Linked DNA regions of Sus scrofa: all the other regions are linked to region 1. The links are chromatin contacts, called in public HiChIP or PLAC-seq maps. All regions are on one chromosome and are shown on one strand. Each heading gives the region's core, a stretch centred on a gene start, on an enhancer-like site or on the middle of the called end of the contact. The rest is flanking DNA. Distances are from core to core; before and after follow the strand shown. Region 1 holds the start of PGM1 (phosphoglucomutase 1). Region 2 holds the start of LEPROT (leptin receptor overlapping transcript). Region 3 holds the start of JAK1 (Janus kinase 1). Region 4 holds the start of USP1 (ubiquitin carboxyl-terminal hydrolase 1).

Region 1 (3,518 bases), core at 456-2,955:
GACCTCACAGGGCAGCAGGAAGATAAATGAGATCCGGCAAGCGAAGGGCTTCTCTCACAGGGCTTGGCAAAATGGCACTCAATATGTTAATAAGAGAAATAAAGTACTGCTAAAATGGATTTAAAAAAAAAAATTACTAAAGGGGATGAGTTCCAGAAGAGGTTGAGTGTAAGTCAAACCTTATGTGAAACACAGAAAACCACAACAAAAACTCGTTTGCTAAAATGGATTTTAAAAAAAAACAAAAACACAAAAAACACATTACTAAAGGGGATGAGTTCCAGAAGAGGTTGAGTATAAGTCAAATCTTATGTGAAACATAGAAAACTACAACAAAAACTCACTAGAAAACTTTTTTAAAACAGTGAGTGAACGTTCAGTCCCCATTTACCTACTTTATAAACCCACACTTTCGCATACGTCCTAGGTTTACTGAAAAATCTGCTTCAGTTTCACCTGAGTGGACGTGCCTAAAGTCAGTTAACATCCTCTAGCTGCGCAGGCGGCGGAGGAAGCAAAGGGTTGCGTTAATTTCCTGCCCTGCCACGACTGCTTACGGAAGAGCGCCCTTGGCCAGGCAGTTTCTGATCTAATGAAATTTCAGCTCCAGCCGCCTCTGTGGAACAGATCCAGAGACAACACCGGGAAAAGACGAGCCCTTTCAAAAGCCTGTGCCCCAGCAACCAGGCCGCCTAAGGGCAGAAGCTCGGTCCCAGCAAACCAGGGGATGGGGAACGAGGCTTGGTAACCGCCCCCTCGGATCTGCCCTTTGGACCGCTGAGGGGAGGGTGCCCAAAGCCTCCGGCTCGCAGCCAGCGGGAGGCTCCAGTCCCAGACCAGAATAGCCGGCATCCGGCGGGATGCAGGGGGTTCTGAGCAAAGCGGCGGCCTCTAACCTTTCCCGGCCAAGGCGACTGCCCTCTGCTCGGTAACTGTATCTTCGCCGGCAAGAAAGGTTAACGTAAATGTCAGAGGCCAGAACAGCAACGGGGGGGAGGGGAGAGAGGGAGGGGCAGGAGGCGGAGGGTCCGGCCTCCCAAGGTCAAGCCCAGCGCCTCGGCTCGCGCCCCGGGGGGCGGGGGGAGGATGGGAGGAGCGGTCAGAGGAGCGGCTCTGCCCCGCGGGGCGGCCCCTCTCCGGCCCGCGGCCCCGGGCGGGCAAGAGCGAGCGCGGAGGACGTGTGGGTGGAGACTGCGGCGGCCGCGCGCGGAAGTGGCCCCGCGGGAGCGAGGCAGGAGGCGGACGACGCCGGCGACCGAGGACGGGGCGCGTCCCTTACCCCGTTGGCGGCGGCGATGCGGACGATGAGCTGGATGGCCTCCTTCATGTAAAACCTGCCGTCCCCGCCCACCACCAGGGTGGCCTCCTGCCGATGCGCCGGCTCCACGGTGGAGATGATACTCTGGATGAAATTCTCCGCGTAGTTGGCGCTGCTCTGAAACACCTTCACCCGCTTCCGCAGCCCGCTCGTGCCCGGCTTCTGGTCTTGATACGCCTTGGTCTTAACGGTCACGATCTTCACCATGGTGGCGGTTTGCTTTCTGGGGCCGGAGCGGACTCTGCCAACCGGGGGACGGCCGGGACTGTGGCTGCGGCTGCTCTGGGGTGAGGGCGCGGACCGGGTCGGGGCAGCGGCAGCTCCCTCGGCCTTGCTCGTCCCTCCTCCTTAAAGGGACAGGGCCCTCCCTCCGCGGCCAGCCCACCTCCTTGCAGGTCGGAGAGGGAGGGGAATAGGGAGCGCCCACCCCTAGGCCTCGGGTGAGATGGGTGGAGCCTTTCGAGGTACCCTCCCCCCGGTAAACCAATCACTGTAAAGAGAAACCCGCAACGCCTCCCCTAAGTGAACGTGCGGAGCTTAGGGTAGGGACTGGGTCACAGGGCAAAGACTTTGAGACAGCGGGAAAAACAGAGACGGGACAGCCGGACTTAGAAGACTTAGGAAGCTTCCACTCACGACTATTTTCTATTTCGTGATGGTGTGAAAACAATAAGTATTCAGTAGTAACCGTACCTTTCATTTTGATTTTTGATCTTTTCCTGGGCTGGCACTATGCAGTACATGTTCTCTCCGTACCCTCAGACGCAGCTCGCGATCAGCCACCTGATCAGGAGGATAAAGAGTCCCATACACTTAGACCCATTCTGTACCCGTACCATTATTCTATTTTTCCCTTTCAGTACAGTGTTCGATAAATTACATGAGCTATTCAATACTTTTATTATAAAACAGGATTTGTGTTAGATGAATTTGCTTAACTGAAGGCTACAGTATTTTGAGCCCATTTAAGGTAAGCTCAGCTAAGCTACGGTGTTTGTAGGTTAGTGTTTTCCCCTTACGATATTTAGAACTTAGGATGGGTTTATCCAGAAGTAACCTCGTCCTAAGTGGAGGAAGATCTGTATGTTTTCCTGTGGTTTAGCTAGAGTTTCATGCGTAAATAACTTTATGGAAACACTTCTGAGGGATAAAAATGTCAGCCTTAGCCCGATTTTATGACTCCTTATTCTTTCTATTCTCTCTCTAAATATTAAGAGTATTTGTGTTAGAAAAAGGAGTCAACTCCAAAGGTCTGATTCAACCTACTACTTTTTACTGACAGACCACACACTTTATTTCCATTGGGTTTGCATACTAGGGTGGGCATACTAATAGGTAAGATTTATTGAATATAATGTTTCTGAAGTACAGGTTTTATTTTTTCCCTATTTTATGCTTGCAAAACTGAGAGACGAAAAATGACCTGTCACGGCCACAGAGATAAGTACTTGTAGGAGGCCAGCTCAGGTGGGTGTGGCTCCAAACCCAGGTCTCTTGCAATCATTTGCCTGCCTGTCACCAGATTTGAGAACTAGGAAATGTACAGGTAAGGCTTGATAAACGTATGTACAAATACAAGGTAAGGGTGAGTATTATTGCCATCAAAATAAGTCAGTTATTCATGCAGTAGAAAATTAGGGAAGAGATCAAAAAGGACCAGGGTGGCCGTGAAAGGTTGGAGCATAGAGTCAAAGAAAGAGACTCAGTTGTTACGTAGGAATCTTCAGTCTTTTAGGTTCAGCGTCTCCCTTGATTTGGTGAGAGTGATGGCCTCCTCTGCTTAAGAAATGTTATCATTTGTAAGATGGGTGAGCCAGGGAAAGCTAGTTAATAATCTGTGGGTACCCATCTCTTTACTCTAAAATGGACATAAACCCAGTCTTAGAGAATTTCTGCAAGAATTAGCAGGGTTTTGTATGTCAGTAGTTCTCAATCATGGATACACAGTAGACTCACCTGAGACACTTTTGAAACTACCCATGTTCTGGTCCAAACAGATTCAGTCACAATCAGCTGATGTAAGTAAATCAAGCAGCATGATGCCTAAAAAATAAAAGCCCAAACACAGAGGTTAAAAAAAAATTAGTGTTCCTTCCCCAGTTCCAAAACCAGAGCTTATGGTTAACCTGTGAATTTGATTATATTCACACCCCTTTAATGGCTAGTTGGTGTATTTTGATTCAGCAGAGAGGCTGAATGA
Region 2 (3,518 bases), core at 277-2,776, 1.9 Mb before region 1:
ATCTTCCTTTGTACCACATCACAATTTCTAACACATTCATAATAAGTAGTATTATTTGATAGTTTCCACGCATGACTAAACACAGTGTAGTCCTGATACTTGTCACTTGTCATCTGTTTTCTGCACTGGCTTACTCTTTTTTTTTTTTCTTTTTTTTTTGGGGGGGGGCTTTTCAGGGCACATGCCATACTAGTGGCATATGGAAGTTCCCAAGCTAGGGGCTGAATCAGAGCTACAGCTGCCAGCCTACGCCGCAGCCACAGCAATGAGGGATCCTTAACCCACTGAGCCAGGCCAGGGATGGAGCCCACATCCTCATGGATACTAGTTGAATTCATCTCCGCTGAGCCACAATGGAAACTCCCTGCACTAGCTTCAAATGGTTATATTACACAGAGGACAGTGTCCAAGTAAATTATGTTTACTAATTAATGCCACATGTAAAAGTCAGCCAGAAAATGCGTCTGCTGCTAACAGTTTACACACACAGATAAATTTCATCATAAACTCATGCCTGGGTACAAATACACCCGGACGAATGTTTAGGCACATGCCGATTAACTGGAGAGGGAAGATCTTTGGGTATAAATTTCAAGGCTAGAACGCCAACGTAGAAACAAGTTATGCTACTCTATTCAAAAGATCAGAAATCAAAAGGCGTCTTACCAAACCAAAAGGATGACTTCCGACCTCTCCCAGTCACATCCCCAGTCCCTCTGAAGGCACGTAGATGAGGGAACTGGTGTTTTTGGTACCCTCTTTTTTAAAATCAAATGCCCCATCCAAAAGCAAGTACAGCGCAAACACTATCTTCTTGTCTGTCCATAAATGAATAAACACTGATAAAAGGGGCGATCAACGTGCACCCATTCTCCACAGTTACGAGAAACAGCATTTCAGGGTGCTTTCTGCTGACACCCGCTTGAAGCCAACTCTGCCCAACTGGAAAAATCATTAGGAACAACATATTTCAGTGTCCCAATTCCGGGAACACTGGAGACAATGGCTCCTCTGGAAGAAATGGGAAACTCAGCGAAGTTGCAGGAAAAGGGAAGAGAGGCGTTAGGATGGACATGTCAGGAAGTGAAAACCTAGTTTAAAACTCGGCATAGGAGCGGGTGGGACGACGCTCCAAGGAACTGGGACGGAGCAGGGAGGTGATGCCTCCACGGCTAGCCAGGATCTCCCAGCGAGGGCTCCGCGTGGAGCGTCCCGGAGACGCGGGAGAAAGCACTCAGACTAGCAGTCTTGCAGAAAAAAGGGTGAGGTTGCCCGAAACACGCCTCCACCCGCACCCCAAGGGGCCAAGGGAGCAGGAGAGCTCCTTCCCACCCAGAGAGGCGAGCAGGGTGACGGGTCTGGGGGAAGCCGTTCCCCGCCCACGCGCTGAAGGCGCAGCTCCAGGCTTAGCCCGGAGCCGAGGCACAACCCCACCAAAGGACCAGCGAGCCGGGGACCTCCGGTGTACCTTTAACGCCAGCCATGTCTCCCGAGTTGGGGCCGCGGCTGCTTCCGGTTTCCTGCCGCGGCCGTGGCCCCCGCCCAGACCCGGCCCAGGGCCGTACCTTGGGTCCCAAGCCCGCCCCGCCACGCATAGCTCCACCCCTGCTGATCCTCCCTCGGCCCAACCACTCAGAGCCCCGCCCTTGATGGGCTCCACCCCCAGCCACTCAGAGGCCCTTCACTGCTGGTCCCGATCTCCTCCCGCCCGCCACTCAGGGCCTGCCCCTGCTGGTCCCTATCTCCTCCGGCCGCACTATTCAGAGCCCCGCCCTTAATGGTCTCCACCCCTCCGCCTCGCAAAGCCCCGCCCCCGCTGGACCTCGCTCCGTCCAATCAGAGCCCCACCCCTGCAGGTCCGGCTCTCCTCCCGCCCAGTCACTCAGAGCCCCGCCCCTGACAGTCCAGCTCTCCAACCTAGCCGCACAGAATCCGCCCCTGCTGGTACCTATCTCCTCCAGCCGTGCCACCCAGAGCCCCGTCCTGCTCTCTTAGGGTTACCCCGACCTTGATCCCCGAGCTCTCCCTCTAGGTCCTGAGCTTCTGCATAATTCCCGCCCTGGTTCATCCTTTTCAGAAGGAGGCTCAGAAAGGATAGGACTTGCCTGCTTCACACAACTCTTTGCAGGAGGTTGGATTATGGGCCACTTACCCCTCTTTCTAGCTGAGAACCCCTCCATTTTACGGTGCTGCTCCTCTTCGATTACTTTTTCTTAATTTTACACAGGATTGAAAGATCGAGGGGTTCGTGGAGAATCCGGCTCCCCTTGCTACATAAGTACAAATTTTCACCACCACCACCTTTCAGGCTCACTACTCTGCTTCCTTTCTCAAAACTGTACATTGAGCACATTATTGTCAACTTCTCTTTCCCTATGTTGAGTTAAAGCATTCAGGGAAAACTCTCCACGGCCCCAAACTGGAAGCCTGGATTTCTAGCTACCTTACTGAAACACAAAGCTGCCCTCAGGAGGAAGCCTCTTTCCCCTGATTGGTGAGAATTTCCTATGGGGTCAAATCTCCTGTTTCCCTTTTCATCCCCAAGCACCCAGCCGTGTCTAGGAAAACTATGTAAGGGTTTCTTGGGACCTTCCACGTCAGCCTGAGGCTAGTCTCAAGAAGGAGAAATGATTTTGAAGAAAAATGACCTTACTTCAGAGGCACAGCTTGGTCTGAATGCCTCAGGCTTAGAAGAAACTGAAAGATGGTGAGATGCAAAAAGATAAGGTGTTTGCTCCAGGGTAATGACGAGAATCAGAAAAATGCAGAGACAGTATTTGTCTCCAACTTTCCTTTTCAGTTTATGAAGCTCTTTAGAGAGAAAACCATCTTGCCAGAGGTTTTAGCCATCTCCTGAGAAAATCTGTTTTCCTCTCGCCAGATGATGTTCACTGAAAAATTGTTCTTCCACTTACCCATTTTATGTTTCCCCGAGAATGAGTCACCAAAAACAGAAAGTAAAGCCTTAGAAGCTGAGTCCTATCCCTTAACTTGCTGTTAGTACGTTACTTGGAAGAATAAGATCCATGTCCTCTGTCACACTGCCTAGGACTACAGAGGACTTTATGGGTAATTTTTTATTTATTTATTTAATTTAATTTTTTTAATTTTTAGGGCTGCACCCGTGGCATATGTAAGTTCCCAGGCTAGGGGTCTGATCAGAGCTACAGCTGACGGCCTATACCACAGCCACAGCAATGCAGGATCCGAGCCGCCTCTGCGACCTATACCACAGCTCACGGCAACGCTAGATCCTAACCCACTGAGCGAGGCCAGGGATCAAACCTGCGTCCTCATGGATACTAGTTGGATTCGTTTCCTCTACGCCACAACGGGAACTCCTGGATCAATTTTTATATTCCCTCCTTCCATCCAATTCTCTCACACTAGGAACCAGGTTTTACTATCTCCACTTTACAGATGGGAAAACTACAGCTCAAATAGTATCTCATCGGTAGGGAAGCTGAGCTCAAGCCTCCACATGTTAAATCTGAAGTCAGACAGGCCAGCACTTGAAC
Region 3 (3,518 bases), core at 761-3,260, 1.5 Mb before region 1:
TTCATGAATGCCGCAGAGCAACCAGATTTTTTTTTTTTTTTTTTTTTTTTTTGTCTTTTTGTCTTTTCTAGGGCCACACCCACGGCATCTGGAGGTTCCCAGACTAGGGGTCTAATGGGAGCTGTAGCCGCTGGCCTTCACCAGAGCCACAGCAACACGGGATCTGAACCGCCTCTGCGAACTACACCACAGCTCAGGGCAACAATGGATCTTGAAACCAATGAGCGAGGCCAGGGATCGAACCTGCCACCTCATGGTTTCTAGTCGGATTCGTTAACCACTGCGCCACGACAGGAACTCCCAGATTTGTTCATGAGCACAACGGGTTCATGGCAGCTTTTCTGACTTTCCTTTTTCTGTGCTTTTTGCCTTCCCTGAAATACGATTCTTTCCTGTTTCTCTGTCCACTCATATCATTCCCACCTGTTCTTTTAAGGCCCAGTTTGAGAAAAAGAAAAAAAAGATTTCGATGAATAACCAAGCCTACCATGTGTGTCTGGCCTGCTTTATCTTAGTTCACTTTCAGCATAATCTCTGTGAGGAAGGTATTGTCCCAATTGAACAGGTGAAGAAAATGATGCAAAGAGCCCCGTGTGGCAGGTGAGGCCAGACTTGCACTCAAACACTTACTTACAAGGTAGGCAGCTGGCCCCATCTTGCCACCTGATTCTCTTGTATTCTCTGTTAGCTCTGCTATCCCCTTCTAGAAGGCCACCCTGGAGATTGGGTAGTCTGCCCCTTAGCTCTTATCCGCAAACTGTGAGTTGTTTAGGGTAACACAAGTGGTTAATGGAGGGAGCTAGACCTAAAACCCAGAACTCCAGTCAAATGCTCTTTTCACGCACCTGCACCACCACATGAGCACTTGCTCGGAATGAAGTAAGCTGCAGTAACTCCCATGCCTTCAGGCAGGAATCCTCCTGCAGGGTTAGTGGAATCAGGGCATATGGGGAAGCCTAACTGCGCAGTGAGCTGAGCTGCAGAGGTCTGACCATGCATCTGAATGAATCTGCCTAGGCAGATTCTCATCCAAAGATTTCTGGAGAGAAGGTACTGGAGTATTTTAAGCATGGGAGTGAATGGAACACATGAAATTTTCAAAGCTCACAGTGTAGAATTAACTGGAGACTGGATTAAATACAGAGTGACAATTTAAGAGATGTTTATGCTCTTTCAGATGAGAGATGGTGGCAGCTAGGCTCATGTTGTTGAAACACTTAAGAGAAACAAGTGGACTGGAGACCTATTTAGGAAGTAAAATCATGATTTAGCTGTAGACTGCCTATGGGGTATGAATCCTGGCTGGGGTGTGACGTTGACTAAGAAGACTTAATTTGTTTCCTCATGGATAAAATGAAGATAAAACCCATTTTAAGGGATTTGGTAAAAAAAAAAAACCCGAAAATCGCTAGACCCACATTAAATATCAACAAATGCTTTTATTACTATGTATGAAAAATTTTTTTATTTTGAGACCTTTAAATACAGAATGGGTAGGACCCAAAGTGACTTGTCAACATTGTTAGATTTATTTCTCGTTAAGTTCATGTTAGTCTCGTGCTCCACAAGCTCGGCCTCTCACTCGGTGGGAACAGGGGTCAGAGAACTGTGAGAAATGAATCTCGGCGCACTAACATGTGGTGGAGGGCACTCCAAACTCGGGAGGGGTCCACCTATGGCCACATCCTGACCGTTTCATCTTCTGGGCTCGCAGACCCGTCATCCCTATATGGGTGTTCCTAGGAGACCGTGTTAAAAAGAAGCAAGCGACTGAAGGGCGAGGGCGTGAGCGAAGCCAGGTGGGGGCGGGGCGGGAAGGCAGGAGGCGCTGGCTCCTGGACCGGGGCTGGTGGCTGTGCCACCGCCTCCTCCGCGGTCCCCGCCCCTCTTTCCGGGGCTGCCGCGTGTGACGTCACGAGGAGGCGGGACTGGCCGCGGGGTAGGCGGGGGCGAGCCGCGGGGCGGGGCGGGAGGCGGGTGCGTCGCCTTGCGCAGGCCGCGGCGGCCGCGGAGTAGCGAGCTGCGGCGGACTACCCCGGCCCGTGTCCCAGATCTGATAACGCGCCCCGCGCCCCCTTCTCAGCCCCCGGCGCGTGCACGCCGGGGCCCTGCGGGGCTGGCCACTTAGGGAGCGGGCGGCCGGACCCCGACCGGCGCAGCGACCCGGAGCTCTCCCAGCCCAGGCGCACACGGAAGTGGTGAGTGTCACTGAGTGGAGGTGGAGGAGCCTGCGGCGGCCGCGGGCGACAAGAAGAGGGGCGCGGAGCCCGGCGCTTGCGGGAGACGCGGCCGCGGCTGTCGGGCCTCGCGCGCCGCTCACCCCGGGTCGCTCTGTGAGCGCGGCGCCGGAGCCGGGGGCCGGGCCCGGCCCGGCAGGGGTGGGGGCGAGCGGGGGCGGGCGGGGAAGGCGGGGGATTTCCAGCCAAATGGAGCCGTCCGGCGGCGGGGAGGTTAGGGGCCAGGACTACCAGGCCCTAAGGGGAAAGGTTAAGGTTTGCCGCCCCCTCCTCCAGAGCGCACGCCAAGTTTTCATAAACAAGCCTGAAACGCGCTGACATCCTGTTTATACCACCCTGAGATACAGGCGCTGGCTTGAGGTTTGACGTCCCTCGCTGTTGCGCGGTGAACTTGACCGCCAGCCCTTTGGCAGAATTGCCGGGGAGCGGGGGGCGGGGGTGCCGGGAGGAGGATTTTTCAGGCCTCTGGACCGAGGCTCGGGGTCTTAGGCATTTGGCTTCCTTGCCATCTAGGCGAGGGAAAGTTTCTGGGATTTGGGGCCCTATTTGGGGCAGGGGGCGTGTAAGGGACTCAGGAAACGCCCCCTCCCCTTGTCGGTTCCGTTGGGACTCTGGCCCTAGGCATCCAGCGAAAAGTGCGAAAGTCGCACCCTGGGTGTCGCCAGGGAAGAGGAACAGAGCCACTCGGGGAATTGTGAATCCGACTGTAAAGGGACTGGTTAGCCCGAACTGGGGCTGATCTCTGGTTCCTTGGCGAACTCCTCAGACCCCATCCGCGTGCGGTCGCCAAGCATGAAAGGGAGATGTCGCTTTTGCAGGATTAATAAACACCCCTCTCAAGTCACTCCTCTAGGTTCCAGGGATGTGGGCTCCTTAGATGTGTGTTTCCCCTAAAGGAACTTCTTTAAGGGACTAAATAAAGGCTATGATTATTGCCAGGTGTTGGTGCCCATTTTTTTTTTTTTTGGTATAATTGTATATTCTCTGAATTCCTGTGTGCCGTGGGGAAAAGGATCCCGTCCTCCGTACCACTTCTCTTTGTACCTGGTTCTGAGCTGTCTTCTGCCTGGTTGGAGATATATATATATATATATATTTTTTTAAAGAGTCCAGGGTTTTTCTCTCAGTGACAGGAATTTACAGCTGTATAAAATTGTCGTTTTTTTTTGGAGGAGGAAAGCATTAAAAGTCTGGCATTGTTAAGGCATGATTATAATGCAGAAACAATTAGCCGTGGTCATGGAATGTTGGCTTTTTTAAATTTTAATTTCCTTTTTAGAA
Region 4 (3,518 bases), core at 490-2,989, 1.1 Mb after region 1:
GTGCTACTGAAGAAACGCTATCACGAATGATAAACCAGCCTGCACTAAGGTGTCAGGGATCTCTTAAGCATCAATGATTCCCGCAAAAGGGTTTTCTTGGGAGCCAATCTGATTTCTCTAAAAGACAAAGTAACCCGACTTACATATAAACATAAGAAAAAAATGGCCAGGCAGCTAAAATAACTACCAATCCTAATCAATAAACCAATCCTCCAGGCTCCTTCAAGCAGTGATTTAACATGACCTAGTTAATCTAACATTTGACCAGGTGCCGTGCCTTATGCTGCACCATTTCTTGCTCCCGCCTGTCCTTATCACTGGGGTTTGCTACAACAAAAATGTTTCTCCCGTAATCTAAATCCGGTTTCGCAGAACCCACGATAAATCGAACATTGCATGTTACTGAACAAGTGACAGTGTGAACACTAAGTCCTATTCGTCTTAAGCGGCCTCCTTCACAAGGTGGTACGACTTAATTGCAACTTTCCACGAAAAACGTAACATAAGGAGAACATTCCCAACAAAGGTTTAAGACACGTGGCATTCTAAATACTTGTTAAAAAAAAAAGAAGTAAAAGTTTAAACTGCGCGGTAAAATGCAGCAATCCCGACCCAGGACAACGCGAGCGAAAACATTCCTTGGCGCTACCCCGCACTCTCTAGGAACGGAAAGGAAAGCGAAAAGACGGGATGGGGTCTGTGCCCGTGCCCGTGAGGACGCCACGGGCCCGGCGGGAGGCGTCTTGAAGCAGGACCGCAGCTCCGGGACCCTCGCCCGCGGAGCTGGCCTATTTACGCCCGGCCCGCACCTGCCTTGAGTCCCCGGCGGCGGCAGGAGGGCGCCCCGCCCGCTGCACGGAGCTCGGCGGCGGCGCTGCACCCACGAAGCCGAGGTCCTCCCCGCGGCCCCCTCGGGCGCCGGCCCCACCTCCACAGGCCCTCCTTACCTGGTCATGGCCCAAAGCGAGGTCCGCGGCGGTGACGCCGACAAGTCCAACCAGGCCGAGCGTGGGTGCCACAGGTGAGCCCCTGCCCCGAGCCCGCGGGGGCCCCCCGACCCAAGGAAAAGCTGGTCGGATCGCCCTCCCCGCGGGGGAGTGACCATTCGCTCTGAAGAGCGGGAACCCGGGCTGCCGCTCGGTCCTGCCCGGCGCCCGCACCAACTACATCCCCGGAGCGGCGCCCGCCCGCGCCCGCCCCCGCCCCGGGACGGCAAGGAGCGCCAGAAGCAGCTCCGCTCGCCCGGCGTCCTAACCGCTAGGGTCTTCCTCACTCCACCACCGACGGGAACTTGGCGCGTTTTCCTCAGTCTCAGGACCCCCGTGTTTTAGCCTCCGCCCGCGCCAGCGCTGCGATTGGAAGTGGTGTCCTGCGAAAGTGCCGGTTCTAGTCTCCACGCGGTGGAGACGCGAAAGGCCAGAGCCGCCTCGAGACCGCCACTCGCCCCTTGGCCCGCACGGGCTCCGGAACCAGCTGGAACGGTAGTTGCCTCAAGCTCGTAACGGGTTCTGCAGTTTCAAACAGCGCAGGCAGCGTCACGGGCAGCTCGCGCGGGTCCTCGCTGAGGGCGCGCGCTTAGGAGCGAGAGGCCTGGCTGGCGGGCTCCAGCCTCACACCCTTTTTTTTTTTTTTTTTTTTAACCATTCGTGCGCGAGAGTTGAGGGGAAAGCGTACGGGTCGGGAAACAGGACAGAGAGGTGGGATGGACTCCCTGCTCGGGAAGGAGCCGCCAGGTGCTCAAATCCACCAATCCGTAATGAACAATCCCCCGTGCCGCCTAAGAGGAGCCAATCAAAAGTACCTAGACAAAAGCGAACTGGGTGGGCGGGGAAAGGCAGTCCACCCAATACAAAAAAAAGACAGGAGGGCTTCAGCCAATCATTGTTGGCCATAGAGAGTGTTCTTCAGACGCCGTTCTCCTCCCGCTCTCATTGGCGCTCGAGTGCGCGCTTTCGCTGCCGACTGTTAAATCTTGGTCTGCGTTTTGTGAATCCCAGAAGGTGGGACGCCAGCGAGGGTGCGGTTTCCGGAGAGGGGCCCTCACAATAAGTCCCGCCTCCGTTTCATGCGTACACACTCGGGCGGGGTTACTCGGGAGATTAGTTTCGGAAAATGGCTGACCGCCTCGCTTGCTGCTGTGCGCCCGAATCGCAGCCCCAGCCCCCGGGCCATCCAGTAAAATAATTGCCGCCATGAAAAATAGTAAATTCTCAACCGAACGGTGCAGAGCCGAGGCTCCTTCCTCAGCCCTTCCACGCGTTATTTTCTCCTCTTTACCCTTTCCCCTCCCCACCGACGTCTCTTGTTGTCTCCGGACGACGAGGAGACTAAAGAGCATTCTTAACGCCCGGCTCTGGCTGGGGGAGCTTCGAGGGGTTCTTGCGCGAGGCCTTACTAATGGGCTCAAAACACGGCAAGGCAGGCCTTTCCATAGCTTCTGCTTCCGTCCCTGTTTGTATGCCTACCTCGGAGGCGAGGTGATCTCACAAAGCAAGTGGAAAACAGGATAAGTTCAGTGCAAATTCATTTAACTAAGCCTGTTTTTAGGTGCTTGATGTGCCAGGCACTTTTCCAGGCGCCAGGGATACGGCGCGAATGAACATTAACTGCTCCAAAGGGGCTTTCCCTTCTAGGCAGGGTAAATGCAAAGCTAAAATGAGATAAAATAATATGAGTGATAGGAGAGGAAATAAGGAGGGTGCTGTTCTAGGTACCACAGTCAGACATTTGAGTAGAAAACTAAATGAAGACACAGCCAGCCTTGGCCGAATCTGAGGGAGGAATGGTCCCAGCAAGGAGAAAGGTAAGTTATAAAAGTCTTCAGGCACTTGGCGTTCTGGAAAGAAGGCAGGGAGGCCAAGGAGCTTAGAGCGCAGTGAACTTAAGTGCGGAAGATTGTGGGACGTGAGATCGGCGACACTGGGCAGGGCTCTGGTTAGGTAAGGAGACGGGAATCACTTGACGGTTTGAAGCTGGGGAGTGGCGTGATCGGTTAAGTGACTGCTCGTGGTGGACAGACTGCTGACCTTCAAAACTGCAAGCTGGAAGGTCACCTAGGAGGCTATTTCTGCTGCCCAGGGAAAAAATTATGGGGGCTTGGGATAAGGTAGTAGCAGTGGAAATGTTGAGAACTGATAGAAGCCAATAGGATCTGCTGATGGATAAGAAAAAGACAAAAAAAGAAAAAGGAATTTTTTTTTTTTTTAAACCAAAGCAACTGAATAGAGGTTGGTCCTTGCTAAAATGGAGAATATTGAAGTAATAGTGGGTTTAGTGGGAGGGGGCACTGTTCTTAGTAACACTGAGATGCCTGTTTCGCATGGAAGTAGAGATATTGAGCCAACAGAGTAGGAGCTCGGTAGAGAATTCCTATCAGAAGATATAAAATTGGGAGTCCCCAAATGGTATTTAAATCCACAAGATTTTAAGAAATCACCTAGAATGATTTTTATTCTAAAAAAGTCTGCAGGGCATTGATGACCTCTACTCTTGCCAAGCAGGAATTCTAAACACAGAAA

The links. HiChIP or PLAC-seq counts read pairs in DNA pulled down with a chosen protein or histone mark.
Region 2: an H3K27ac HiChIP or PLAC-seq map of alveolar macrophages shows a contact between it and region 1. The contact joins the promoter of LEPROT here to the promoter of PGM1 in region 1. A contact is called at or near these places in 2 of 47 Hi-C or Micro-C datasets (embryonic fibroblasts and heart right ventricle) and 1 of 2 datasets of contacts at active chromatin or transcription factors (alveolar macrophages).
Region 3: a contact with region 1 is called in an H3K27ac HiChIP or PLAC-seq map of skeletal muscle, with 5 times the contacts expected there. The contact joins the promoter of JAK1 here to the promoter of PGM1 in region 1. A contact is called at or near these places in 2 of 2 datasets of contacts at active chromatin or transcription factors (alveolar macrophages and skeletal muscle).
Region 4: an H3K27ac HiChIP or PLAC-seq map of alveolar macrophages shows a contact between it and region 1. The contact joins the promoter of USP1 here to the promoter of PGM1 in region 1. A contact is called at or near these places in 1 of 47 Hi-C or Micro-C datasets (liver) and 1 of 2 datasets of contacts at active chromatin or transcription factors (alveolar macrophages).

The regions. Positions count from the first base shown.
Region 1 is chr6:148,911,732-148,915,249 of Sscrofa11.1, forward strand. PGM1 (phosphoglucomutase 1) reads right to left here and starts at 1,706. Exons shown (of 12, transcript NM_001246318.1): 1 at 1,280-1,706. The coding sequence starts at 1,525.
Region 2 is chr6:146,985,735-146,989,252 of Sscrofa11.1, forward strand. It overlaps LEPROT (leptin receptor overlapping transcript), which reads right to left and starts at 1,527. Exons shown (of 4, transcript NM_001145388.1): 1 at 1,469-1,527. The coding sequence starts at 1,484.
Region 3 is chr6:147,427,066-147,430,583 of Sscrofa11.1, forward strand. It overlaps JAK1 (Janus kinase 1), which reads left to right and starts at 2,011. Exons shown (of 25, transcript NM_214114.1): 1 at 2,011-2,198.
Region 4 is chr6:149,984,207-149,987,724 of Sscrofa11.1, forward strand. USP1 (ubiquitin carboxyl-terminal hydrolase 1) reads right to left here and starts at 1,740. Exons shown (of 9, transcript XM_021096553.1): 1 at 948-1,740.